3 separate regions of the Mus musculus genome follow, and all the other regions are linked to region 2. The links are chromatin contacts, called in public ChIA-PET and promoter capture Hi-C maps. All regions are on one chromosome and are shown on one strand. Each heading gives the region's core, a stretch centred on a gene start, on an enhancer-like site or on the middle of the called end of the contact. The rest is flanking DNA. Distances are from core to core; before and after follow the strand shown. Region 1 holds the start of Polg2 (polymerase (DNA directed), gamma 2, accessory subunit). Region 2 holds the start of Strada (STE20-related kinase adaptor alpha). Region 3 holds the start of Milr1 (mast cell immunoglobulin like receptor 1).

Region 1 (3,345 bases), core at 619-3,118, 590 kb after region 2:
GACTCTGACACTTTGAAGCAAGCCTGGGCTACAGACTGATTTCAAGGTAAACTTGAGATAAAGAAATCAGGTTCTCAAAAGAAGAAACAAAAGAACAGTCCAGTATCTTCAGAGAGAGAAAGAAAAAAACCAAGTGTGGGGCAGAGGCCAGCCTGGCCTACAAAGTGAGTTCCAGGACAGTCAGGGCTACAAAGAGAAACCCTGTCTCGAAAAACCAAAAAAAAAATCCTTAAACCTGGAAAGACATCTCAGCTGGTAGAAGCAGCTGCTGCTAAGCCTGAAGTCTTGAGTTCTATCCCCAGGACCCACACGATAGGAGGAGAGAACTGACTTCCATGTTATCCACACTGAACTCAAAATCTCATTTTCAGTCTGCAACTTTGATCTAAAAGACTGAGAGGTAAAAAACAGCTGATGTTTGGGGGACATGGTGAGACTGTTTAATCAATCAATACCAAGAATACAGGATAAAATATACTACAATCTAATTGCATTTATCACCGGCTTGCTTTATTTTGCTTTAAAAATTTAAGGTTACAGTATATACTAATTTTCACAAGCTTGGATTTGTAAGGTGTTGTTAGCTACTCCATACTGCTAAACGGCAGAGGCAGCATTTCCGAATTTGTTATATTTGACTTTAAAGATGTGTATCTCATCTTCTAGCTGACAAGCTAAAAAATTACCTGGCAAAAAACCCCACAAAAAAAAAAAAAACAAAACAAAGCAACAAACCAAAAACAAACAAACAAACAAAAAACACCAAGAAAAACCTGAGTTGCCAGGCAGTGGTGGCGCACGCCTTTAATCCTAGCACTTGGGAGGCAGAGGCAGGCAGATTTCCGAGTTCGAGGCCAGCCTGGTCTATAGAGTGAGTTCCAGGACAGCCAGGGCTACACAGGGAAACTCTGTCTCAAAAAAAAAAAAAAAAAAAAAAAAAAAAAGAAAAACCTGAGTTGATAATTGTATTTAAAACTGGAACAGAGGAAGTCTTTGAAAATGCCTTGGTATCAATGAAAGCATGTGACTGATTTATATAAGGTCCTACCTCTATAGTTTTAGGTTTGCTCGTCAAACTGAATGCTTTACAAATTTCTTCAGGAATGATGCCTCGGACCTTTGCCTCAAGGTGGATCACTCTGATGTTATTAAAAAAAAAAAAAAAAAAAAAAAAAGGAACCTGGTCACTTCTTTGCCTGGAAGCCTAGGGCCGTTGCTGTCTCCAAACTCGTGCAAGACTGCTTTTCCACCCCAAATCTGTTCAGAAGCACGAAACGCGAAGAGCCATACCGTGAAGAAGAGTCGCCCGTAGTTTCCCAGAAGTTTTTAATAAGTTCTCAAGAAATGCCACTAGCTGTTCCTTACTCGGCTCTCTGTCTTGCAAGATTTCGCGTATACTTTCTGGAGAGACTAACCTGAAGGCACTGTCCCTCGGCTGCGAAGAGCCCGGCTCCTGGTGGAGGGAGTCCACCGCGAAGACCTGCTCCCTGAACACCACCATAGAGGACCACCACTGTGAGGCTAGGTTCTTTCGTAACTCTACACCCAAAGGTCCAAAGCGCGCGTGGCACCCGCTCAGCAGAGCAGCCGTGCTGAGCTGCTGCGGCGTCCCGCTGAAAAAGTGCCTCCTCCGGCAGAGGTCTACCAGCGCCTCGCGGGCCACCGCATGCTCGGGGGCGTCAGGCTGCTGCGTCCCATCTGCGGGACCCGCGTACCCGGACAGCCAGCACCTGCAGGCCCTGCGGCAGGCCCTGGCGCCGCCACCGCAGCGCATCGCTTCAGGAGTCGGAACACCAGCACCTCCCGTGCAGAGCCGCAGTTTCAAACCTACACCAGCACCAGGGCCTGGGGTGCAGGCACAGCGGAAATGGACGTGCTGTAGACCACGCCCCCGGAAGAGCGTCACCCGCTGCTGAGCAGCAGCCGCCTTGGGCGTATCCCGGCCTCCGCGGCTGACGCCAGCGTCTGATTGTTTACTACCTTTGGGATTTTCCGTTTGGTAACTCCACCTGCCTCACATTCACTTGTTTAGCTTTTACCACAATCCTGTTACTATAGAGTTAGCATCAGGTTTTCCGAGCTGCCAAACAAAACGAAAAAAACCCCTTCCAAAATGTTGTCCTGGACGGTACTGATGTGAGGCTTAGCGTTCAGTCTCCAAGGGAATGTGTTGTGCACTTTTAGTTTATACTAATGCTGGCAAACATTATCACCAATGGCCACTCCACTCTCTCCCGGGTGTGGCTGGACAGACAGGGTGACCAGGTCTTAAAAAGGGCTTCGGGAATTTATTAACCACCTCCTTAAAAAGAATTTTTTTTTTTTTTTTTAAAGATTTGTGAGTTGCTGTCTTCAGACACACCAGAAGAGGCCATCACTACAGGTGGTTGTGAGGCACCGTATGGTTGCTGGAAGAGCAGTGCTCTTAACCTCTGTACTTCCCTTCTCGTAGAAATCAGTTAATACCTGACTAGGACAAAGGGGTGTTTTTGATACTGGAGTTTGATTATAAGGTGCAGGACTGTTGTGGTAGCTCACTCCTATGTTAACATATGCATAAGGGACAATCTCTGACTTCAAGGCCAGCTTGGCCTATGTATCAAATTCCAGGATAGCTGGAATGGGGAAGGCGGGGGTGCAAAAACCCAGGTAAGAGGCCTCTACGCGAATAAATAAATGAAGAGAATGGGGAGAAAAATCACATTTATTAGTTAAGACAACCACAGGCTGGACACAACACACATGCTAAAAAGTGGACTGTCTTTTAAAACTTCAAAGGTAATTTTTTCCAAGCCCCACAATCATTTCCATAATTATTTACAAAATAAAAGGTCCACATTAAGACATTGAACAGTAAAATATGTAATAAATGCTCCAATCTACACCTATACTTAAAAATCATGAATCTGACTAGCCATGCCATTGAAAACCACTCAGTACTAGAGGATGAACCAGTTTTCAATGTTATCAGCCCTGGAAAACACGCCCAGCTCCCACCCCCAGCACATTCTATTTTGTTTTAACATTTTATAAATAAGGCATTAACAATAAGCCCATTTTAAAAACAAAAAGTTAAATAACTTCCTTTAAGACTTTTGTCCTGGGCAAAAAACACACCAATTTTTTGGGAAGACATTTAGACCTACTTATAGCCATTCTGAAACAAAGCTGTTTGCTGGTGATCCTACTTAAATCTAAAGCTTTCCCCCCAATCCTTCTAGCTGTTAAGCCCATAGTGAACCTAACCCGAAAACTTTACTGTGCTTTTGGTTATGTCGTCTTCCTTGTGACTAGCCTACAAGACCCCTAAAATCCCCTGAAATAATGTGGAGACATTCCTGACTT
Region 2 (3,852 bases), core at 98-2,597:
GTGTGTACCTGTTTCTATGCTTGGTGAAGCTAAAGGACATTGTGTATTCTACTCTATCACTCTGGACACAGGCTGACAGCCAGCAAGCTCTGGTGTTTCTCTTGTCACAGGCTCATGGCCACACATGGCTCTCTACATGAGTTCTGGAGACGGCAGCATATCTTCCTATCTACAGAGACACCTCTCCAACCACCCAACCATACTATCGCCTCATTATCTCTCCCACTACAACAGGTACCGATAGGAGAATTCACTTGTTCTGACAGACTTTTTTTTCTTCTATTTTTACCGCTGGTCCTCCAAACTTTATGTCGGAGGTCACAACTATAAACCCAGCCAAAAAATCTTCTAAGAAACCTAATTAAAGGGTGAAGAGAGTTGACCAGTTTCCGTACTATAACTAATGGTTAAACTATTAAGTTCCTGCACTACGGCAGAAGCAAGTTAGCAATTTTCTTTTTGGTAGTGTGGAGAATGGAAAGCAAGTCCGCACTGATGTTAATCAAGAACTCAGGCGCTGAGCCACGCCCACAGTCTCAAATTTGGTTAATCAACCCTCAAGGATCTGAGTCAGTCTCAGGTGTTGGGTACCTCCGGATAAGGTTATCAACTATCATGAAGACCCATCCAAACACTGGAACATAGTTCTACTTCAACGGGTATTTCAGTAAGACCGAGTCCAACCGTCTGGGAGAAAGGGGTCAAATTGAAGTACCTTAGGGTCTTAGCAGAAGACTGAGTTGAGAAGTTATCTATTTCCTAAAATTATGAACAATTTTATTTAGCCACTCCCCTTCTGTCATGCTCACTCTCCGCCACCATACTCGGTCCCCAAAACTGCTGGGACACTTAAGACAACACATTTAGAAACTCTTCGTTTTGACCAAAGCAGAGAATAGCTCTGATCTTGCTTCCGTATGAGAACTCAACCCCATTTGGAAGCCCCGGAAAAGGTGGGGAGGCCATGCGGTAGCTAGCCTCTCCGGTCCGGCAACTCTGCTCAGCATCTCCCCAGCCAGGCCCAAGCCTAATTTTGCTCTCAGGCTGTAACCTCAATGCGGGAACCCAGAACCCAGGTTAAATGAGGGCCAGAGGAGGGCGAGGGTGAGCCGGGATGGCCACTTGAGGCTCACCCCCGAGGACACGGACTCGGAGTCTGGCAAGAGGGATTATCCCTGGGAGCGCACCAGGCGGCTCCGCCACCGGGTACCTGGTCTAGGAGTCAGAGCGCAGTACCGACTCCGTCTCGGCTCCGCCTCCTCAGTTTTGTAGCCGCGCTGCCGCCAGGCCGGTTGCTGGGAGGGAGGTACGCAACGTGACATGCGCAGTGGAGGGACCCAGGGAGACTGGCCGAGCCTCGCCCCTCCCCTTCACGGAACAAGCCCCTCCTACTCCCGCCCCACGGAGGAAGTCCCGCCCCTCCCCTACGGAGAAGCCCTGCTTTGCCCCACCCAAGAAGGGAGCTCCGCCTCTTGCCTCCAGCAGAGGAAGTCCTGCCTTGCCCGGTTCTCAGAAGATGCTCCGCCTTACCCCCTGCCCACTAAGGACTCTGCTTCGTCTCGCCTCGCTTCACCCCACCCATCCCAGTGGAGGAAGCTCCGCTTTTCCCCAGAGAGAGCTTCTGCTTCCATCCCACGTTACCGTTACCGGACATGCTAGACCCGCAGTCGCTTCGTCAGGGAGAGAGTTATTAACTAGTCTTTTTTCCCCTTTGCTGAGGTCGTTCCTTATCTAGGACGAAGGCAGGTTTCCCCACGTATGTGGAAGCGAAAGACCTTGTCATTGTTGCAGTTCCAAAGGACCCTAGAGTCTCCCTCGAGTCTCTGTACCCCTCCTAACCCAGCAGCAAGAAAAGGGGCAAGGGCTAACTATAGCTATTGACTTGGCTACCAGGGGTATTCCCACCCCTCATCCCACACTCTGCGGTTCCCAAATCCCAGGTGCCATTTCACCTGGTAGGACTCCAATTGAAAAACAAGTCTTTCTTGGGTCAGTCTCAGGCAATAGAACAACAAAGAGGAAACTTACCCTTTGTGCCCAAAGTTCCTTCTCCTTAAAGCACAGAAAATAGCTCAACTAAACGAGAGCTATGGTTTGTTTTTTGTTGGGGTTTTTTTTTTTTTTTTTTTTGTCCCTAAGTGCTTCATAACTATTTTTTGGTAGTGAGGTATTTTTGAGATAGTGTCGCATGTAGTCTGGACTGGCCTTCAGATCAGCTTCCCTCTGCCTCTGCTGGGATGGGATTAAAGACTTGGTGGTATGTCCTCTATTAGCAGAAACCTGTGATGAGTTTGCCTTTATGAAAAAAGACAGCAGGGGCCAAACCATATAGGACTAATAAAATGAGGACTCCGTTTTATCATGAAGTGATTTTTAGTCACTTCAGTTACTGTGGAGTGAGGGCCCAATACATCTGTGTACATACTGTCAAGTAATGAATACTTGTTTTTTTTCCTGTCTCAGATTTATACCAGTCGACTAACTTCCAAGAATTTTAAGTTTGGCCACATCATACAGGAACTTGGAAACGCACACTACCCTCACCTGAAGATCTCAATGTTTTACACACAGCTGTAACCTTGCCTAGTGCGTTTAACATGCCAAATTTGTTCTCAGTCTCACCACATTTCATCATCAAACAAACATCACGAACTCACAAAAAGCAAGGGGACTGGAGGAAAATGCAGTTTCTGCCAGTTCACATGGTCTTTGGAATCCAGAATATTAGGGAAAGCAATACCTGAAAAGGTGTCAAGCTTCGGTTTTTATTTTTTCATATGTTGTGTGTGTACTTGTACTTGAATGTACTTGTGTGTGTGTGTATGTGCGCGCAGAAGCAGGCGGAGGAACTGGATGGGGTGACAGATAGTTGCCGGTGCTTGATCCTTTCCAAGAGCAGCAAATGCATCTTTCTGCTGACCCAGCTCTCCAGCCCCAAACTCTGAGACAGGGTCTCACATCTAGTCCAGGCTAACCAGACTGGCCTTAAATTTGGTAAACCCCGTCTCTTCTGGGATTATAGGTGTGAACCACTGCGCCGGGCTCTAATTGCCAAGGCAACCTCAAATTGAGTTTTTCTTTCTCCTTTCTTTCCCTTCCCCTTCTTTGGACTGTACTAGACATTGAACCTAGGGCTTCACAGCATTCTGGACAAATGCCTGAGCCCTAAAGCCTCTTACAGTCATTACAATAGGATGTGTAAACACTGGGTATTTCATCTATACCTAGTGACCCAGCCAACACATTTTCTAACAGGATGTTACAAATTGAGTGTGGCTAAAAGATTTTACCAACTGGATGGCTGCCCACAGTAACTGCTCAGAGAACCCCAGACTCTACTGTGACTGTGTGAGTGGCCAAATGCACAGCTTCTCATCCAGCAGTCTTACTGAGTCATAGTAAACTGTATACTAAAAGGTCAACAGAGATTAGAGTGTGAGTCCAGGGAAGTACAGGCTCCTGATGCTTTTTGAAGTATTAGTGTTAGGTGCTAAAAGATTCCCAGTGCTTTCTGAAATTGACTTGGAAAACTGGCTGCTGTTCTACTGGCTGCTGTTTTTTTTTTTTTTTTTTTTTTTGTGGTGTAGAACAAGTCGACTAGAATTACTTAATCTGCTAGGTATTTGCCACCATACGTCCTTAAGCACTTTACATTCTACTACCTAATATGAGCTTTCAAATAGCCATTTTAGAAAGGAGTAGGAAGACAAAAGAGCCTTGATAAACGCACTGGAATAGGAGGGCTGGATGTGTATCAGTAGAGTGCTCACCCAACACGGAGGAGGCCTTGGGGTCAAGTGTGTGTGGTTATAAATATATGATGCACAATGCCAGAGCATCCTTGGCACAGGA
Region 3 (3,613 bases), core at 458-2,957, 560 kb after region 2:
CTAAGTACCAAAGTTAAATCAAGATCAGGTAAATATTTAAACATCCCTATAACCCCTAAAGAAATAGAAGCAGTCATTAAAACTCTCCCAACCAAAAAATGCCCAGGGCCAGAAGGTTTTAGCGAAGAATTCTACCAGACTTTTAAAGAAGAGCTAATGCCAATACTCCTTAAATTAGTCCACAAAATAAAAACAGAAGGAACATTGCTAAACTCATTCTATGAGGCCACAGACATCCTGAACCACACAAAGACTTAACAAAGAAAGAGAACTTAAGGGGCTGAAGAGATGGCTCAGTGGGTAAAAGCACCCGACTGCTCTTCCGAAGGTCCGGAGTTCAAATCCCAGCAACCACATGGTGGCTCACAACCATCCGTAACGAGATCTGACTCCCACTTCTGGAGTGTCTGAAGACAAGCTACAGTGTACTTACATATAATAAATAAATAAACAAGTATTAAAAAAAAGAGAACTTCAGACTAATTTCCCTTATGAACATTGATGTAAAAATACTCAATAAAATATTTGCAAACCAAACCCAAGAAGACATCATCTACCAAGCAAGATGCTAGAGAGGCAGGAGGGTGGCCGGAAGGTCTTACAGAGCAGCCTGGTGTGACTTACCTCCAGAGGTGATGAGAGGAGCTGAGAGCAATGTTGCTGAGGTTCTGGTCTGAATACGCCGACCTGAGAAGAGTGTGCCAAAGGACTCTCTGAATCCCTCCTCCAATTACCTTCAGGCTGCATGTATAGAAGATGTACCTTATACATCTGGAACCTGTCTCTCACCTCATAGGCAGCTAGGAAGTGTGTGTGTGTGTGCGCGCGTGTGTGTGCGTGTGTGCGTGTGTGGTGTGAAAGTGTTGATCCCATTGGGTGAAAGTAAGAACACTATCACAGTTTTTGAGCCAAATTGCTATGCTGGCTAAGACAATCCATCCTCAGGATTCCGGGAGTATGTCACCAAGGTACATTAATCGGAGGTTTATAAAGAAAGGCAAACCCCAAAAGGCTACATACTTTCCACCTTTGTCCAATCAGGAGCAAGCAAACATCCTGGCATACTCTCTGCTTATGTACCTCCAGCCTACATTCGATCAAACACATCCTGTGCAGATGGGGCAACCAAGCTTGTCTAAAGAAGCAAACAAAGGACTTGTAATCTTAAATGAACAACGGCCGACAGCACGCCAGGAAGTTCTCTGTGCTCTGGAGAGTAGGGCTTACTTGTCAGAGGCATTTTTCATTTTTCTTTTAGGAGGGGGAAGGGAGATGGGGGGGGGAGAGGGGGAGGGTGAGGGGGAGGAAGAGAGAGAGAGAGAGAGAGAGAGAGAGAGAGAGAGAGAGAGAGAGAGAATATAAAAGATCCATTATCGGGGCTGGTGAGTGAGATGGCTCAGTGGTTAAGAGCACTGACTGCTCTTCTGGAGGTCATGAGTTCAAATCCCAGCAACCACATGGTGGCTCACAACTATCTGTAATGAAAAACAAATAAAAAAACCTATGGGCCGGAGTGAAAGGGAAGGGGAAAAAAGGGGGAAAGAAGGGGGAAAAAAAAGAAAGATCCGTTATCACCAAGCAGCAGCTCTAAGTGAGATAGGAGACCTTGCGGTCTGAGCAGCTGTTCCAGTAATATGAAGGACAGTTAAACCAACGAGTCATAGGTCCTGTTGAGTAAACTTGTCTAAATCCTCTCATTTCCTGTGTGTGGTTGGGAAGAGGAATCTCAGAAGCCGAGCCCCATTCTGTAGTAACTCAATTAACCATGGGCGATGGTGACTCGCCAATGTGCCTCTCTGCCGTTTCATTCAAGGGAATAAGATGCTGGCTGGACAAACTGTTACTTTGGGCTCTTACAATTTCTATCACACGTAAGCCTGATTCGATATTTTAAGAATTGACTCTGGGACGGGGGGGCCAGCACTTGGTGGAGCAAAGGCAGGTGGATCTCTGTGGAGCCAGCCTGATCTACACAGAGTTCATGGCCAGCCAGGGCTACCTAGAGAGACCCTGTCTTGAAAAGTCAAAGACGAAAAAACAAACAAGAATCATCTCTCAAAATAATCACATGGGAAATGAGGTTTTTTTTCTCTAATCTTCCATTTTCTCTTTCAGTTCAGAATGCTGCAGTGGATTGTACGAGGGTGGAAAATAACGGTAAGTTTCATTTCCTGAAAGTATGGGCATCAAAATGGTCAGATAGCTGACTCTGAACATGAGCGTTCACTTACTGGGATTTCTGTGTTTTTAGATCGGCAACCAAGAGCAAAGCCTTTCTATTATCTGCTAGGAGGCCAATGAGCTGAGGTTTAGAGAGGGCATTAATTGTAGCAATTTTGTTTTTCCACCTGAAACTTGGCCGGGCAAAATCTGAGATTGTTTTTTACCATGAAAACCTCCAAACTTCCTTTGTTATCACTTTTAGCTAGAAAACCCTCCCGTGATTTTTGTAAATTTTTATTAATTTATTTACTTTTGAGGCTGAGCCTCATGTAGGTCAGGCTGGCCTCAAACTCTATTACGTGGCCAAGGCTAAACTAGACTAACTCCTAAACTCTCAAATGCTGGGACCCAGCCCACCATGCCCACTCAAACCCCTTTTAAATTAATTCAGGCAACTAGTACTATGCCTAGGTAGAGCTCTACTGTGGAGTCAGAGTGCTTTGCTGCTGAGCCTGGCTTGCTGCTGCCCAGCTGGCAAGCCGGGCACACAAACTAATGACTTTTGAGGGTGGTTTCTTTCATCGGTGAGAAGGGGTGGCCCCAATCCTGGTTCCTCTGCAGTCTTTGCGGCACATCGGTCCTTCCGTGTAAGCTAACCACATAAAGTTGAAAGTGCTGTTGTGTGCAACCCAGCCTGTCTTCCCTCCCCTCCCCTCCCCATCCCGAAGCAGGCAGCTTCTTTCTGTGGACTGTTGGTGATAAGATCTTGCTACATAGCCTAGCACTCACTATGTAGCCGAAGCTGATGCTGAACTCATGAGAATCCTTCTGCTTCAGCCTGTTAAGTCCTGAGTGTGGGAGAGCACACAGTGGAGCAGTCTAGATGGACATCTTTGCGTCGGTCTGTGGTGTCAGAGTTTATTGAATAGCAATAAATTCACCAGCTATGTTGCTTCTCTTGGCTGTGATTTTCCAAGCAGTCCTGATTTCTCTTGATAGCCAGCAGTCAGTAAACATGAGTTCTTTTATTCCAATTTTAAATGTAATATTAACTCTCAGAGCATATATTACATATCTTACAGTAAACATACACATGAGTATGTATGTATACCAGCTCACAGACTGGATACCAAAGCCATAGCAGACAGAATTTAAGGAGTTTTACCAGGCCTTACTGAAGGCAATCTCACGTAGCCCAGGCTGGCCTAGAACTCACTAGGTCAGCATAGACTGACCTTGAATTCTTCATCCATCTGCCTCCATCCCCCAAGTCCTGAAATTACAGGAGAAAGAAAGACCCTGGGGAAGCAGGGGCTTCCCAGCAGGAGAGCAGAAAAGGATGTGTCACAGGATCTGAATTAAGGTTGGTTACTTAATGAAAGACTCCAAGCTACAGGTCTGCCCCTGGCTTATAGGAAGTAAAATCGATGATAAGAAAAGTTGGCAGGTC

The links. ChIA-PET counts read pairs in DNA pulled down with a chosen protein or histone mark. Capture Hi-C pulls out chosen DNA fragments and counts their contacts.
Region 1: a promoter capture Hi-C map of liver shows a contact between it and region 2, with 4 times the contacts expected there. The contact joins the promoter of Polg2 here to the promoter of Strada in region 2. A contact is called at or near these places in 5 of 39 promoter capture datasets (hippocampal neurons, liver, neural stem cells and 1 more), 2 of 484 Hi-C or Micro-C datasets (B cells and muscle stem cells), 4 of 115 datasets of contacts at active chromatin or transcription factors (astrocytes, effector CD8 T cells, embryonic forebrain and 1 more) and 2 of 9 other capture datasets (adipose tissue and liver).
Region 3: a contact with region 2 is called in an RNA polymerase II ChIA-PET map of memory CD8 T cells, with 18 read pairs. The contact joins the promoter of Milr1 here to the promoter of Strada in region 2. A contact is called at or near these places in 5 of 39 promoter capture datasets (cranial neural crest, frontonasal cranial neural crest, liver and 2 more), 4 of 115 datasets of contacts at active chromatin or transcription factors (effector CD8 T cells, embryonic stem cells, memory CD8 T cells and 1 more) and 1 of 9 other capture datasets (liver).

Annotation. Positions count from the first base shown.
Region 1 is chr11:106,777,669-106,781,013 of GRCm38.p6, forward strand. Polg2 (polymerase (DNA directed), gamma 2, accessory subunit) reads right to left here and starts at 1,869. Exons shown (of 8, transcript NM_015810.2): 1 at 1,291-1,869. The coding sequence starts at 1,774. Ddx5 (DEAD box helicase 5) reads right to left here. Exons shown (of 13, transcript NM_007840.3): 13 at 2,688-3,345.
Region 2 is chr11:106,192,256-106,196,107 of GRCm38.p6, forward strand. Strada (STE20-related kinase adaptor alpha) reads right to left here and starts at 1,348. Exons shown (of 13, transcript NM_001252448.1): 1 at 1,211-1,348.
Region 3 is chr11:106,749,519-106,753,131 of GRCm38.p6, forward strand. Milr1 (mast cell immunoglobulin like receptor 1) reads left to right here and starts at 1,708. Exons shown (of 7, transcript NM_001033435.3): 1 at 1,708-1,871; 2 at 2,116-2,157. The coding sequence starts at 1,766.